3 separate regions of the Mus musculus genome follow, and regions 1 and 3 are each linked to region 2. The links are chromatin contacts, called in public Hi-C and HiChIP or PLAC-seq maps. All regions are on one chromosome and are shown on one strand. Each heading gives the region's core, a stretch centred on a gene start, on an enhancer-like site or on the middle of the called end of the contact. The rest is flanking DNA. Distances are from core to core; before and after follow the strand shown.

Evidence for each region. A called contact is a pair of places that touch in the nucleus more often than the background predicts. HiChIP or PLAC-seq counts read pairs in DNA pulled down with a chosen protein or histone mark.
Region 1: a BATF HiChIP or PLAC-seq map of CD8 T cells shows a contact between it and region 2, with 11 read pairs. The contact joins two enhancer-like sites. A contact is called at or near these places in 1 of 484 Hi-C or Micro-C datasets (B cells) and 3 of 115 datasets of contacts at active chromatin or transcription factors (CD8 T cells, memory CD8 T cells and regulatory T cells).
Region 3: a Hi-C map of CD4 T cells shows a contact between it and region 2, with 2.2 times the contacts expected there. The contact joins two enhancer-like sites. A contact is called at or near these places in 1 of 15 datasets of contacts at CTCF or cohesin (CD8 T cells), 2 of 484 Hi-C or Micro-C datasets (both in CD4 T cells) and 1 of 115 datasets of contacts at active chromatin or transcription factors (regulatory T cells).

Annotation. Positions count from the first base shown.
Region 1 is chr15:62,263,364-62,267,427 of GRCm38.p6, forward strand. No RefSeq gene overlaps it. Among named protein-coding and RNA genes, the nearest start is that of Pvt1, 230 kb to the left of the region's middle. Within about 2 kb of position 1,783, at least 27 of the 459 cell types and tissues checked have an H3K27ac peak or open chromatin away from gene starts, as enhancers often do. A contact at or near this core is called in CD8 T cells and regulatory T cells, where this site is marked.
Region 2 is chr15:61,406,159-61,410,439 of GRCm38.p6, forward strand. No RefSeq gene overlaps it. Among named protein-coding and RNA genes, the nearest start is that of Gm24696, 50 kb to the left of the region's middle. Within about 2 kb of position 2,668, at least 15 of the 459 cell types and tissues checked have an H3K27ac peak or open chromatin away from gene starts, as enhancers often do. A contact at or near this core is called in CD8 T cells and regulatory T cells, where this site is marked.
Region 3 is chr15:62,090,382-62,094,690 of GRCm38.p6, forward strand. All of the region lies in intron 1 of Pvt1 (Pvt1 oncogene), which reads left to right. Among named protein-coding and RNA genes, the nearest start is that of Pvt1, 55 kb to the left of the region's middle. Within about 2 kb of position 2,495, at least 115 of the 459 cell types and tissues checked have an H3K27ac peak or open chromatin away from gene starts, as enhancers often do. A contact at or near this core is called in CD8 T cells and regulatory T cells, where this site is marked.

The DNA of each region.
Region 1 (4,064 bases), core at 533-3,032, 860 kb after region 2:
TTCTTGTGACCCAAATCCTTGTCTGTCTTCCAGATTGTTCCTATCCATAGCTTTGATCCTTGTTTGCCCTCTCCTATCTGCAGTCAAGTACTTGGAACATTCCTTTGTCAGGCCTGACTTCTGTCAAATGTCCCCCAATTGCTTCTTCCGTGCTTCTGCTCAGTGTCTTATGGCCTCAGATACTGAAGGTCTTCTCCATTTCCTCTCTTGCAGTTTCCTGATCCTGCATTTTTCAGTCCCTATTAGAGTTTGGAATAAGCCCTTCTTGGACTGTCCTCTTACATGTCCAATCTATGAGCAGGACATATCCAAAATGACAGTTTCACATTTTCCCCCCTGTTCCTACCATGGTCCAGCCACATTCCCCTTGCCTAGATTATTAACACAGCCATTGGATTCTTGTTCCTGTTTCTGCTTTACCTTTCAATAGTTATTCTTAAGGCAAAGCTAGGCAACCTTCGAAAATGGAAGTCCTACTACAAGACCCCAACAGCTTCTCAAGCCCTAAGTTTCTCACATTTTACAAAGATGGGGCTTAAATAATCATAACACCCTGGACTCTGGCTTACCATCTCCTAATGTCATCCTGCTCTCTCTCCCCTCTAACTGCAGTTCAGGGTAGAATTCTGTCCCAGGTTCTTTGTAAATGATGACTCCTCTTTCTTTTCATTGCTCAGTTCCTCCTCTGGGCCAGATAACAATATCCCCATGATAACATTCAGACTTCCCAGCATCTGATGATGCCCGTGAGTCCTCTGGATAGCTTTACTGTCCTCTAGTGAGCTTGGTGCTTTTTCAAGTGCCTCACATGTTTCAGCTACTCTGCCCATTTCTTTGCCCATGGTATAATAATCTCTAGGAAACAGAGATTTGGCTTGTCTGTCAGGAAGAAGTGCACATAAGAGATGCTCTACATAGCTATTTGGGAATGAATATCGGGTAGCCTTAGATCAGAAGAAGCCTGCCCAGAAGAGAAACATTAATATCTGACATAACCCTTTGCTCCTGGACCCCAAGATACCCTACTTCCTTTTTTTTTTTTTTTTTTTTTTGACAGAAGGATGCTCCCTATTCTCTTCTGATGTTTGCCAGGATGTCACAGGGATACTTTCTCCTCAGTCTCCATTTTACTGCTAAGAACAATTTTCTCCCATCTGAAAGCCATAGAGTGTCAGGTCAGTCACAAGTGGGGTGCTGTTTTAAAGTGTGGAAGAACCTGGTATAAGACTCCCTGTCAAGACAGCTACCTCTCTGGGACAAACACCAGTATGAGCTAGGACCAATGATCGCCTTTATCAGAGGAGGAAGAGCTGGTCAGTTCCTTTGTCATTCTCTCCTCCCTCTCCTGGTACAACATGATCAGTGTGCTGCCCACGGGACTCCCTTCCTGCCCAGCTTGGGACAGGCTGGCTTCTTCCTGCCTGGCTTGGGCTTTGCCACTGCCTATGCCACTCTGTTGCTCTGTGTGTAATGTGTGGAACTGATTTCCTGTCTGAGATAGCTTTTGTTACTAAACCTTGACAGAAACTTAAAAGAGAAAGAATTTATTTCAGTGTATGGTGTCGGAAGGGTTAGCCTATCATTAAAGGGCAGGTGGAGGAGAACAGCCTAAAACATGGAGATGAGATGTGGGGAAAGGTAAAAGTTTGGTCTTCTAGCAACATCCCCCTTAGATTGGAGTCTTCCCCTTTGCTTAATTTTCTGTGACCCTTAGACAATCCCAGAATGTGGTCAGCCTCTCAGGGACTGTAAATGCAGCCAAGATAATAATGATTAACTGTTACACTCCTGAAGGTAAGGTCAAATCCTAACCTTCAGAACCTGTGAATGTGACCTTTGTAGATGCTAAGTTCAGCTAGGGTTACACTGAAGAATACATATGGCAAGAAGGTTACAGGCAGTGGGAGGCAGGAACGTAACTGGTGCTTCCACAAGCCATGGACTGCAGGATCTAGCAGGTATGAGGAAGAGGTGTTCCCTGTGGAGTCAGGAAGAACAGGACTCTGCTCACTCATTGTTTTCATAATTCATCTCTGTTGTCTAAAGTCACCCAGATGTCAGCACTTTGTGATAGCAGTCACAAGACACTACATGCTCCCAATCAAGTGTCCCCTAGTCATCCTGCAGTCCCTGGAAGGGTTCATTCTTTAAGAGCCCTTACTAGTTCAGAGGCATAACCTTTGATCCCTGTATCTACGGCCCCTCCTGGGTTGTGGCTGGGGAGATGTCCAGGATGGTTCCCTGGCAGAGCCCAAGCCTAGCAGGGGTGGGACACCAGCACGTATCTGCTGAGTAAAGTCATCCAAGAAGAACCTTCTGGACTCTCTGTGTGTCACAAGATCAGCAGCAGTTAGAAGGCTGCCCTGGTGTTTCCCCTGGAAATCCTCTAGCGCTTTTATTCAAATTAAGGCACTCAATCTGTGAGCCCAGGCCAGAGCCATAGTACCCCAGTGGACTTTCCAAGCAAGTTGGTTCTTACTGGATATGGGTTCCTACTAAGAACAGGGACCCGAAATGGGGTTCATTAATCAGAGAGCAAGCCTTTAAATAGAAAAAAAAAAACAAACAAAAAAAAAAAAACCAAGATTAAAACCTCCAGAAATGGAAATTCTCTCATACTTACTCTTCCTCCTCAACTTCCCTTCTTTGCCTCCCATCTCGGACCTCCTAGCCTGCTTTCCGGGGTCACAGTGGGAAGTGACCCATCTCAGACTTCCCCACATTTGGTTGGTTTTCTTCCATGAGCTTTAGGCAGAGATGTATACATCCTCCTGCAGACAGGACCTTGCCCAAGTGCTATCTACCTATCTGACTCGGCTGCCGATGCGTTCAAATGCCTTGGGCGAACACCTACTGTGTGCCAGCTTGTCTATGAAGTATGTTCCTGCTCTGGAACTTCTATTGTAAAGTCCAGAAACTTTGGTGATCTCACTAATGCTCCTTTGCTGGTGAAGAAATAGTATCTTAGGGAAATTAGTTTACTTATGGCCACATAGCCAGTTAGTGATGGAGACATTTTTAAACGAAGTTCTGTCAAATTCTAAAGACAGTAGGTTTTGGGGGTTTTTTGTTTGTTTCTTTTGTTTTTTGTTTTTAAACTTGTAACTCAGATGTTTGAAAAGGGCATCATTGTTAGGTCTTAGACCAAGCAAGAAATGATGGCTGTCCCTTTGCTGGCCAGGAAGGTTTGGGCAAGTTGATTTATAAACATGGCAATTTTGACATCTGTTCAACAAGACTTCACCATTTCCCTCTTCTCGGGGTTGTCCGGTCCCCAAGCTGTGCTTGAGGAGTATTGGGCTAGCCACTTCCTTCCCACTGCTTTGGTTTTCTTACTTTCAACTGAGAATTTAATTCCATAGCCAGACTGACATCCGGTCTGGATAATCTATGATCTTAGCATCCTGGGGTCATTGTTGCTGCCACATTTAAATCTCTTAAAGCCAAGCCTTCACATTCTGTATGAAGCCAGACTTGCAAAGTATTTATCTATGCGGATCCCTTCTGTCACAAGTCCCTTGCTGCTCAACCCTTTGCCTCTTACAGACTCTCTGGGTGTCATTTCCACTGCTTGAGGGCTGGTGGATGAGAGAAGGGATTTGGGCAAGTTCCTCCGAGTTCTTACATCCACTGCCTAAAATGATCTCAGAGAATGGAAGGCCCAACCCCTTTGGTCTATTTTAAGGATGAAATAAAGGAAGCCATTGCTCATTGCCTCCTGGGCTTCATATTGTGCAAAGCACTTGGTAAGTGGGCTCTGTGGGTGAATGGGTTGGAATCCCAGTTTTGGGATTGCACTGCAGATGAGCAGAGTGGTGAGTCGAAGGGGGGTGGGGGATGCTCACAGTCATCTATAAGGTGGAACACAGGGCCCCCAATTGAGAAGCTATAGAGAGCACCCAAGGAGCCAAAGGGGTCTGCAATCCTATAGGTGGAACAACAATATGAACTAACCAGTACCCCCAGAGCTCGTGTCTCTGGCTGCATTTGTATCAGAAGATGGCCTAGTTGGCCATCACTGGGAAGAGAGGCCCCTTGGTATTGCAAACTTTATATGCCCCAGT
Region 2 (4,281 bases), core at 1,418-3,917:
TTTTTTTTTTTTTTTTTTTTTTTTAGATATTTTCTTTATTTACATTTCAAATGTTATCCCCTTTCCTAGTTTCCCCTCTGAAAACCACCTATCACTTCCCTTCTCCCCTTGCACACCAACACATCCACTCCCACTTCCTGGCCCTGGCAGTCCCCTATACTAGGGCATAGAACCTTCACAGGACCAAGGACCTCTCTTCCCATTGATGACCAACAAGGCCATCCTCTGCTACATATCTAGCTAGGATCATGAGTCCCACCATGTGTTTTCTTTGGTTGATGGTTTAGACCCAAGGAGCTCTGGAGATACTGGTTAGTTCATATTGTTGTTCCTCCTATGGGGCTGCGAACCCATTCAGTTCCTTTGATATTTTCTCTATCTCCTTCATTGGGGACTCTGTGCTTTGTCCAATGGAGGGCTTTGAGCATCCACTTCTGTATTTGTCAGGCATTGGCAGAACCTCTCAGGAGACAGCTATATCAGGCTCCTGTCTGCAAGCAGTTGTCGGTATCCACAAGAATATCTGGGTGTAATGACTGAATAAGGAATGGATACCCAGTTGGGGCCATCTCTGAGTGGCTTTTCCTTCAGTCTGTGCTCTACACGTTGTCTCTGTAACTACTCCCATGGATATTTTGTTCTTCCTTCTAAGAAGGATCAAACTTTACACTTTGGTTTTCCTTCTCTTTGAGTTTCATGTGTTTTGTGAATTGTATCTTGGGTATTCTGAGTTTCTGGGCTAATATCCACTTATCAGTGAGTGCATATCAGGTGTGTTCTTTTGTCATTGGGTTACCTCACTCAGGATGACATCCTCCAGATCCATCCATTTGTCTAAAAATTTCATAAATTCATTTTTTAATAGCTGCACAGTACTCCATTGTGTAAATGTACCCCATTTTCTATATCCATTCCTCTGTTGTGGGACATATGGGTTCTTTCCAGCTTTTGGGTATAATAAATAAGGCTGCTATGAACATAGTGGAGCATGTGTCCTTATTACATCCTGGAGAATCTTCTGGATATATGCCCAGGAAAGGTATTGCTGGATCCTCTGGTAGTACTATGTCCAATTTTTCGAGGAACTGCCACACTGATTTCCAGAGTGGTTGTACCAGCTTGCAATCCCACCAGCAATGGAGGAATATTTCTCTTCCTCCACATCCTTGCTAGCATCTGCTGTCACCTGAGTTTTTGAACCCACACACTTGTTGTCACTTGATCTTTGACAAAGGAGCTAAAACCATCCAGTGGGGAAAAAAAGACAGCATTTTCAATAAATGGTGCTTGCTCAACTTATGGTTAGCATATAGAAGAATGGGAATTGATCCATTCTTATCTCCTTGTACAAAGTTCAACTCTAAGTGGATTAAGGTACTCCACATAAAACCTGAAACACTGAAACTTATAGAGGAGAAAGTGGGGAAGAGCCTGGAACATATGGGCACAGGGGAAAACTTCCTTAACAGAAAATCAATGCCTTGTACTGTAAGATCAAGAATTAACAAATGGGACCTTATAAAATTGCAAAGTTTCTGTAAGGCAAAGAACACTGTCAATAAGACAAAAAGGCCACCAACAGATTGCAAAAAGATTTTTATCAATCCTAAATCTGATAGAGGACTAATATCCAATATATACAAAGAATTCAAGAAGTTAGACTTCAGAAATCCAGAAAACACTATTAAAAATGGGGTACAGAGATAAACAAAGAATTCTCAACTGAGGAATACTGAATGGCTGAGAGGCACCTGAAAAAATGTTCAACATCCTTAGTCATCAGGGAGATGCAAATAAAAACAAGTCTGAGATTCCACCTCTCACCAGTCAGAATGACAGACCTTTTTCAGAAGTTCTGTAATTAAAGGGACTCTTTTTTCTTCTCTCACCAAATGCAAAGCGAAAGCTCCCTCGGACCTTCCCTATCAGACCTTGTTACAGCTACAGGACACAGAACTCACAAAGTACACATCTTACTTTTACTTCATCTTCTAAGGTCTTTCTCTCAAACACGTCTACAGCCCAGCTTCTGTCACTTCATCAATTCTAAATTCAGCTTCTTCTATGCTGGCACCAGTTTCCATGGGTGCTGAAGCTCAAAGGTCTCTGTTTCTGCCATTTGTGCCTTTCTACCAGTTGTCTCCAATGTGAGAAGCCATAACCACATTACGGCTTTATCATGTGGATTTAAAAATGTGTGACAATATTATTTTGTTCATATCTTGTGTAGGTGGGTTGAAGTGGTAACCTCTAAGTTGCATACATATAACCAGAAACTACAAGTTCACCAATGTTGTCTTCAAAATTCTAATAAAAGACCTTGTGGCAAGCACAACTTTCACAGGTATGAAAACTGGGATTCCAAGAAATGTAGCGATAGGCACTTAATTACTAAATACAGATCCACAGTTCAATCAGTCTAACTTAAGGCAGTGCTCTTGAACATTAGAAAAACTGACCTTCTTTTCACACTTTAGAAGTCTAAAGGGCCCATAAATAGGGTTGAAGTAAAGACTATTAATTGATTTTTCTAGAAGGAAGGCTATGGGAAGGAATGCTTAGATAGAAGATTGTGAACTTCATGAAGAAGTTTAAAACCACTACCGAGACATCAAAGAGATGTATCATCTCTTCCTGGAAATAGTTCATCATCTTCTGAGGGCCCCACCCTAAAGACCACAGGTAACTTCCTCCTGTACAGGCTTCTTTACAAGCAATTTGCCACTTCTTGTTCTCCTGTAGGCCATAATGGAGTTCTTTTGGGGCCTAATAACTGTAACCAAGTAGGTTATTTCTTTGATCTTGAGAATGCATTGCTTCCAAAATGCTCTTGCAACATCAAATTTGTTCCATTTTCATGCCACTGTGGTCTGAGCCACCACTTTCTCACTCTTGATATCTGCAGACATGTCTAAGGTGGTTTTCCTCCATTAATTCTTGTCATTTCCCAATCCATGCTCCATCCAAAACAGAGCTTTACAAGCTGTGAATCTGCTCCACTCTTTTCATTACATAACACCCTGGTTCTATTAGTTTTATTGAAAATCCAAATAGTTAAGAAGAAGAATTTTCAATGTCCCTATGATAAGAGAGAGCATGGTGAATCACAAAGCATAAAATTATGAATGGGGGAGACCAGCAGAGGTTTGAGGGATGATAGGACCTATGTGTGTTTGTGTGTGTTCATGTATGTACATCAAATGAATGACAGTATTTGACTATATAGTGACCTATGGCAGTAAATGAGAGTTCTACTCATTCTTTTCGTGTTCTACAAAAGACCTACTCATGCTTCATACTGAAACTCATGAAGTGACCTAATAACTGTAACCAATTTTTCTTGACCTTCTAAGCATTTTTGACTTTTTGATCTTTTGAATAACTTAATAATTGAGGTGAAATCTTCTGGGAAGTGTTTTCTGAGAGCACAGAGGCTATGTTACAGAGATAGCCAAAGTTGTACCTTGTGCTGTGGCTGGACTTGGTAATGTGTAAGAGTCACCCAGGTGGTACTGGTTTTGAAGGCATGAAGGGGTCATGAAGAACAGCTGAGGCTTGGTACTATGAGAGGCCAAGGAAGGCTATTGGTGAAGGTGCAGCCTCAGTTGCAATTGATGGCCCAGGACTGAAGGAGTCATGCAAAGGAGTTGAGGCTTGGCACCATGAAGAGAGCCTATGAGAGGCTATTAGTAAAGCCTAGTTGCAGCAGAAGACAACAGTGTTTTGGAGATGCTAGTGCCATGAGATGACCACCAAAAACAGCAGCAACAGTGGAATACAGGCATTGGAAGCCTAGGAGACAAGGTGTGTGCTACAAAGGGCAGAGCTGAAGAAGTGATCCAAGCCCTTGGAGGAATCCAGAAGATCGTGAGTGGATCCCAGACATTGCACAGTTGGAGTTTGATTTTGCTTTTGATTGTGACTGTGCCCTGATGCTTTTCCCTCTCGAAGGAAGAAAGTATTTTAGTGTAGCCCACCGTTAAGATACTTTGAATTTTTAAAAGACTCTGAATTTTAAAAGATATTAGGAATTTAAAGGGATGGAACTTTTAGTATGTACAGACTGTGGGACTTTTAAAGTTATTTAGATATTACTGCCAGCAGCCTAGCCAAATATATCTTCTTACTTGGAAAAGCATCATAGAGAACTACTCAACATTGCTTCTCCCTCATAACTTTTGTTTCCTGAATTCTGGTCCCTATAAGCTAGGCAGTGTGAACCTATCTGAACTCACCTTTTCTTTTCATTCCAGTAATTTGCCTTCCTTTTGGCTTCTTAAA
Region 3 (4,309 bases), core at 1,245-3,744, 680 kb after region 2:
GAAGTCTGAAAACTGTCCTTGACTCAGACCAGGTGGCAGGGCAGCTTCTGCGTCCTGAACTTGCCTGGGTTTGTCCAGTTCTTGGGAACCGATTTAGGTCTCAACTCCTGAATTGTCCATTTGAAACCTGTCATAGAGTCAGTCTAGCCTTTTCCCCTTTTTTTCTTTAGTTTTGGGCCATCTCGAATCTTTGAGATGTTTCTAGAGGCTGGTATTGTGGTTTGAGAGTAAATCCGTTCCTTAACAAACCTAAGTAAAACATTGATGATGTAGGGAAGTACAAGTTAACATCAACCAATGGGATCCGTCTTGTAGTCTGTTTCTGACTAAGGCCACAGACGTTTTGACCACCCTTGAATGGTCAACATAGAAACAACATTTTTCACCTAAAGCTATATAGAGTCCTCCCTGTTGGAGGAACAAGTCTAGGCCTCTTTTGTTCTGCACGACTACTTCTGCCATGGAGGATAAGGAATCCTGTAGGGCTGTGATGGACTTTTCTATCTCCATCTATAGGGCCTTATAAGTGGTATCTTGGAATACTAAGACTGAGACCCCTAGACTAGCAGCTCTGGACAGCCCAGTGTTGAGGAGAGAACCTATTAACACAGTGGGAATGGCCACCCTTTTTACTCCATTCTTTGGAGCTATTAGTTGATAGAATATCTCCTCCCCAGAGTAATAAGTCACCCTGGGTATAAACTGTACTAGAACATACAACTCTTCAGTCATATTTATAATCAGGCCACAAATGTATGGAGTAAGCCCTGAGGTATAAGCCCAGCAAGCATTCTCTTGGGGCAACATGTATACCTGTAACAGTAGGGGTTACAGTGTAGTTTAGAGGCGGGCATAGGCTGAGGGGACCTTATTTCTGATGTAGAGTCCCTGCCTGGTATCCAACAGTTCTGCGGCCTTCTTGTCAACCACTGTGATCTCGGTGACAAAGTTGTTGCATCGCCCCCTTGAGGGTACTCAGATAGTAAGGTAGAGAGTGGTTCATGGAGTCAGTCTACCCTTCTCAGTTTGCTGGCTTAGAAGATGAGGGATGTTGAATAACCTACACTGCAGCCTCCGGAACAGCAGTCACTATGTGGCTCTTAATGGATGGCTGGGGACATTTATCTTGGACTTTTCTGTTTCCAAAACTGTGCTGAAAGGCTTGTGTAGATATAATATTCAAAGCATCTGGCGGTCACATTTGCTTTAGCCTACAAGGAATGGGTGATGAAGCAGTAACTGAAAGGGTCCTTAGGGTGTGCCAATGCCAGGTGGTCCTTTGTTTGAGTGTGACCATTGAGGCCTATGAGATCAGTGTGCTAGCGTAGCAGGATGGCTAAGTAACCTGGAGTTGAGGATAGGTAAGAGAAAAGGCCCTGTGTTGTGTGCACATTACCTCTTCTGTGATAGTCTGCCCAGCCCTTACCTGAGCATCTGGCTTGGGTGACATCACCTAGTGTTGCTGCAGACGTAAGTCCCTTCCTGTCATGCCTCGCTGTTAGGATCCTTGGGCTGTGTGCTTGATAGTCCTTTGAGCATCTTGGAAGTGCTTTAGCTCCGATGGGTGAGCACCTCTGGCTCATGGTCCAAAACGTTCCTTTTCCTTCCTGAAAGTGTGTCCAAACTGTTGCTTCGTCTTCCTTTGTGGAGACTGTGGCTGCCTCATCACTACACTTCCTTGACTGACTTCAAGAGTGTGATATCAGGGCAGGGTGGGGGTGGGGCAGCCCCAACAGAGATCTTTGTGCTTTCTGAATTGATTTTAGTGCTTCCCGCCTATCAAGTGCCCAGTCTTTACTGTCTTGCTATATATATTGCACAGCCGGTCCTGCTGTGTCTTATCTTTATCTGTGTCCCAGTCAAACTGCCCTCTCTTTCCGTGTCCGGTGGGAGCCTGATTGCTTAGAGATGAGTATAAGGTTGAAAGGAGGAGAAAACTCCATGTCATAGAGACAATAGTGGGCTGAAAGAGGAACATTAATTTGATGTGCCCAAGGGAGAGGGAGCCGCATGTGCTATTGCCTTTCTGGGTGCGCTCTGGTGCACCCAGATGTGGATACAAACAGAGCATCTTGCCTGCCTCTGGCTTATTGAAGCTGCTCACTGGGGTGGCTTCACTCACCTTTATGAGAGGCCTTAGGCTTCATTAGAAAAAGCCTTTATGGCAATTTCCATAATACTGTGTATGTGTGAGGATTGGATTCCCCTCCTGGGATGATACTAAATACCTTTGTAAAACCAAGCTCACCTGTTATCGACACACAGGGGCCAGGATTGCTCACCTCATGGAAAGGCTCAGCAGCCTCACTTGCCCTTCTCAAGCCTCTCAGCCTGCTCTGCAGAATGCAAGGAATGGCCAGATGCTGCCTAGGCTTGTATTTGGCCTCTGCCAAGGTCAGGTTGTCGGGGAGGAAGAAGGGGAGGGGCACCCTTGCTTAGTAAGTAAGGAGGGGAGGAAGAGGCCCAGACAGAGCAGCCACGAAAGATCTTTTATGTGCAAGCCTGGCTCATCTGCAACTCTGCTTGGAGCCCACCCCCACCCCTCATTTCCTCCTACACCAGGAAGGGGTGCTGGGCAATTGGGAGGGGGCATTGCTTCCGATCTGGTGTGAAGCTCACATTCCTCTGCAGTATCCTGGGGTTGCCTGCCTGCAGACACCTGGTTGGAATAACAATGAGTGGGAAGCTCGGTTGCAGCCTCTGCTCAGCTCTGAGGATGCTCTGCTAGGAGAGGCTAGTTCTGCTGAGCTAGCACTTCCTCCCTGCCTTTCCTTCCAGGCCAGGCCCTCTTTGACTCCAGCGTGGCTGCTGGTGAAAAGTATATACTGAAAACAGTACTTGAGGTGGTTGAATCTCATTTCTTATGCACATATGTTATTGGAATGGGAGATGATTAATAGGGGCACAGGGTGAGACCAGGGGAAATGGCCTGAAAAGCCCTGCCTTGAGCTAACATCACTGTAAACGTCACTTTTTATTCAACATCTGTCTGTCTGTCTGTCTATCTATCTATCTATCTATCTATCTATCTATCTATCTACCTACCTACCTATCATTCTGTGAGTGTCCCAGATGTTTAGGTTAACTGCTTTTACCACCTCCATAACATAGTTAGACTTGGCTAGGTTTGGGTAGACCATTCTAAACCGTCACAAAGCGTCATTAAAGGCTCCTTACGTTGATGTTTTTGATCCCTTCTGTCTTTGGTTATCTTTATTTTTTTTTTCCTGACTTTTACATTTTCTGATTATAACATACATAATTATTCTGTCTAGCATAGGATAGGAGAGCATTTCTTCGAACTAGGCTGCCATCCCAGCCTTTTGCAAATATCAGCTCATTTAATTCCGAGCACCCCAGTATGATGGTGTTAGGTTAGACATTATTCAGGGGTTGGATAAGTTCAGCATAGAGGGTGGAAAGTTCAGCATAGAGGGCTGGAAAGTTCAGCATAGAGGGTGGGGCTTGCCAGCCATGCTCCGTAACAGGTAGGGACTGAGGGATGCTGGGAGAACCGGAGGTCAGATCCACTTTGGAATGTTAAATAGGCACTTCAGCTGCTTGCTCAGGGTCTGAATCTCAACACTTAGAAATAAGCACTGTGTGAAGACACACAGGTGCCACAGGAGAATTTTATTTTTAATGGTTCCAGATCTTCTTCCTTCCTCTGAACACAGGCATCTTTTTAATTCTATGCCCTTTATTTATTTATTCTTTTTGGTTTGTTTCTTCCTTTTCACTTAAAAGTGTATTCTCGGGGGTGGGTGGGTATGGGGGACTTTTGGTATAGCATTGGAAATGTAAATGAGCTAAATACCTAATAAAAAATGGAAAAAAAAGGTGTATTCTCTCATATGTTAAGTCCTGACCACCGTTTCCCATCCCCCTACTACTACCCGCCCCTGCCCCCCCTCCACATCTCCTCTTCCATTTCCCTTTAGAAAAGAGCAGGCCTCCCAGGGATATCAAACAAATCCAGAATAACAAGACTAGGCACAAATCCTCAGGCTGGACTAGGTAACCCAGTAGGAGGAAAAGGGTCCTTTTTGCTTTTGAGCAGATCGGTATACTCTGTCATGGGGCTAATGCACACCTTGATTTGGAGGCACTGCACCTGCTAGGTGAGGTTAGTAATATACAGCTTAAGACTCCGCTGATGGCAGATCTGGTATGTAAGCAGAGGGCGTGGTCTAGGGCTAGAATTAGGCTCCCATGAATTGCAAGTTGTGTATTGAGTATTACAGGTTTGTGTTTTGCATATTACACACTGCGATGAAGTGTTTAAGCAGTCATTAGTAAGTCACGAAGC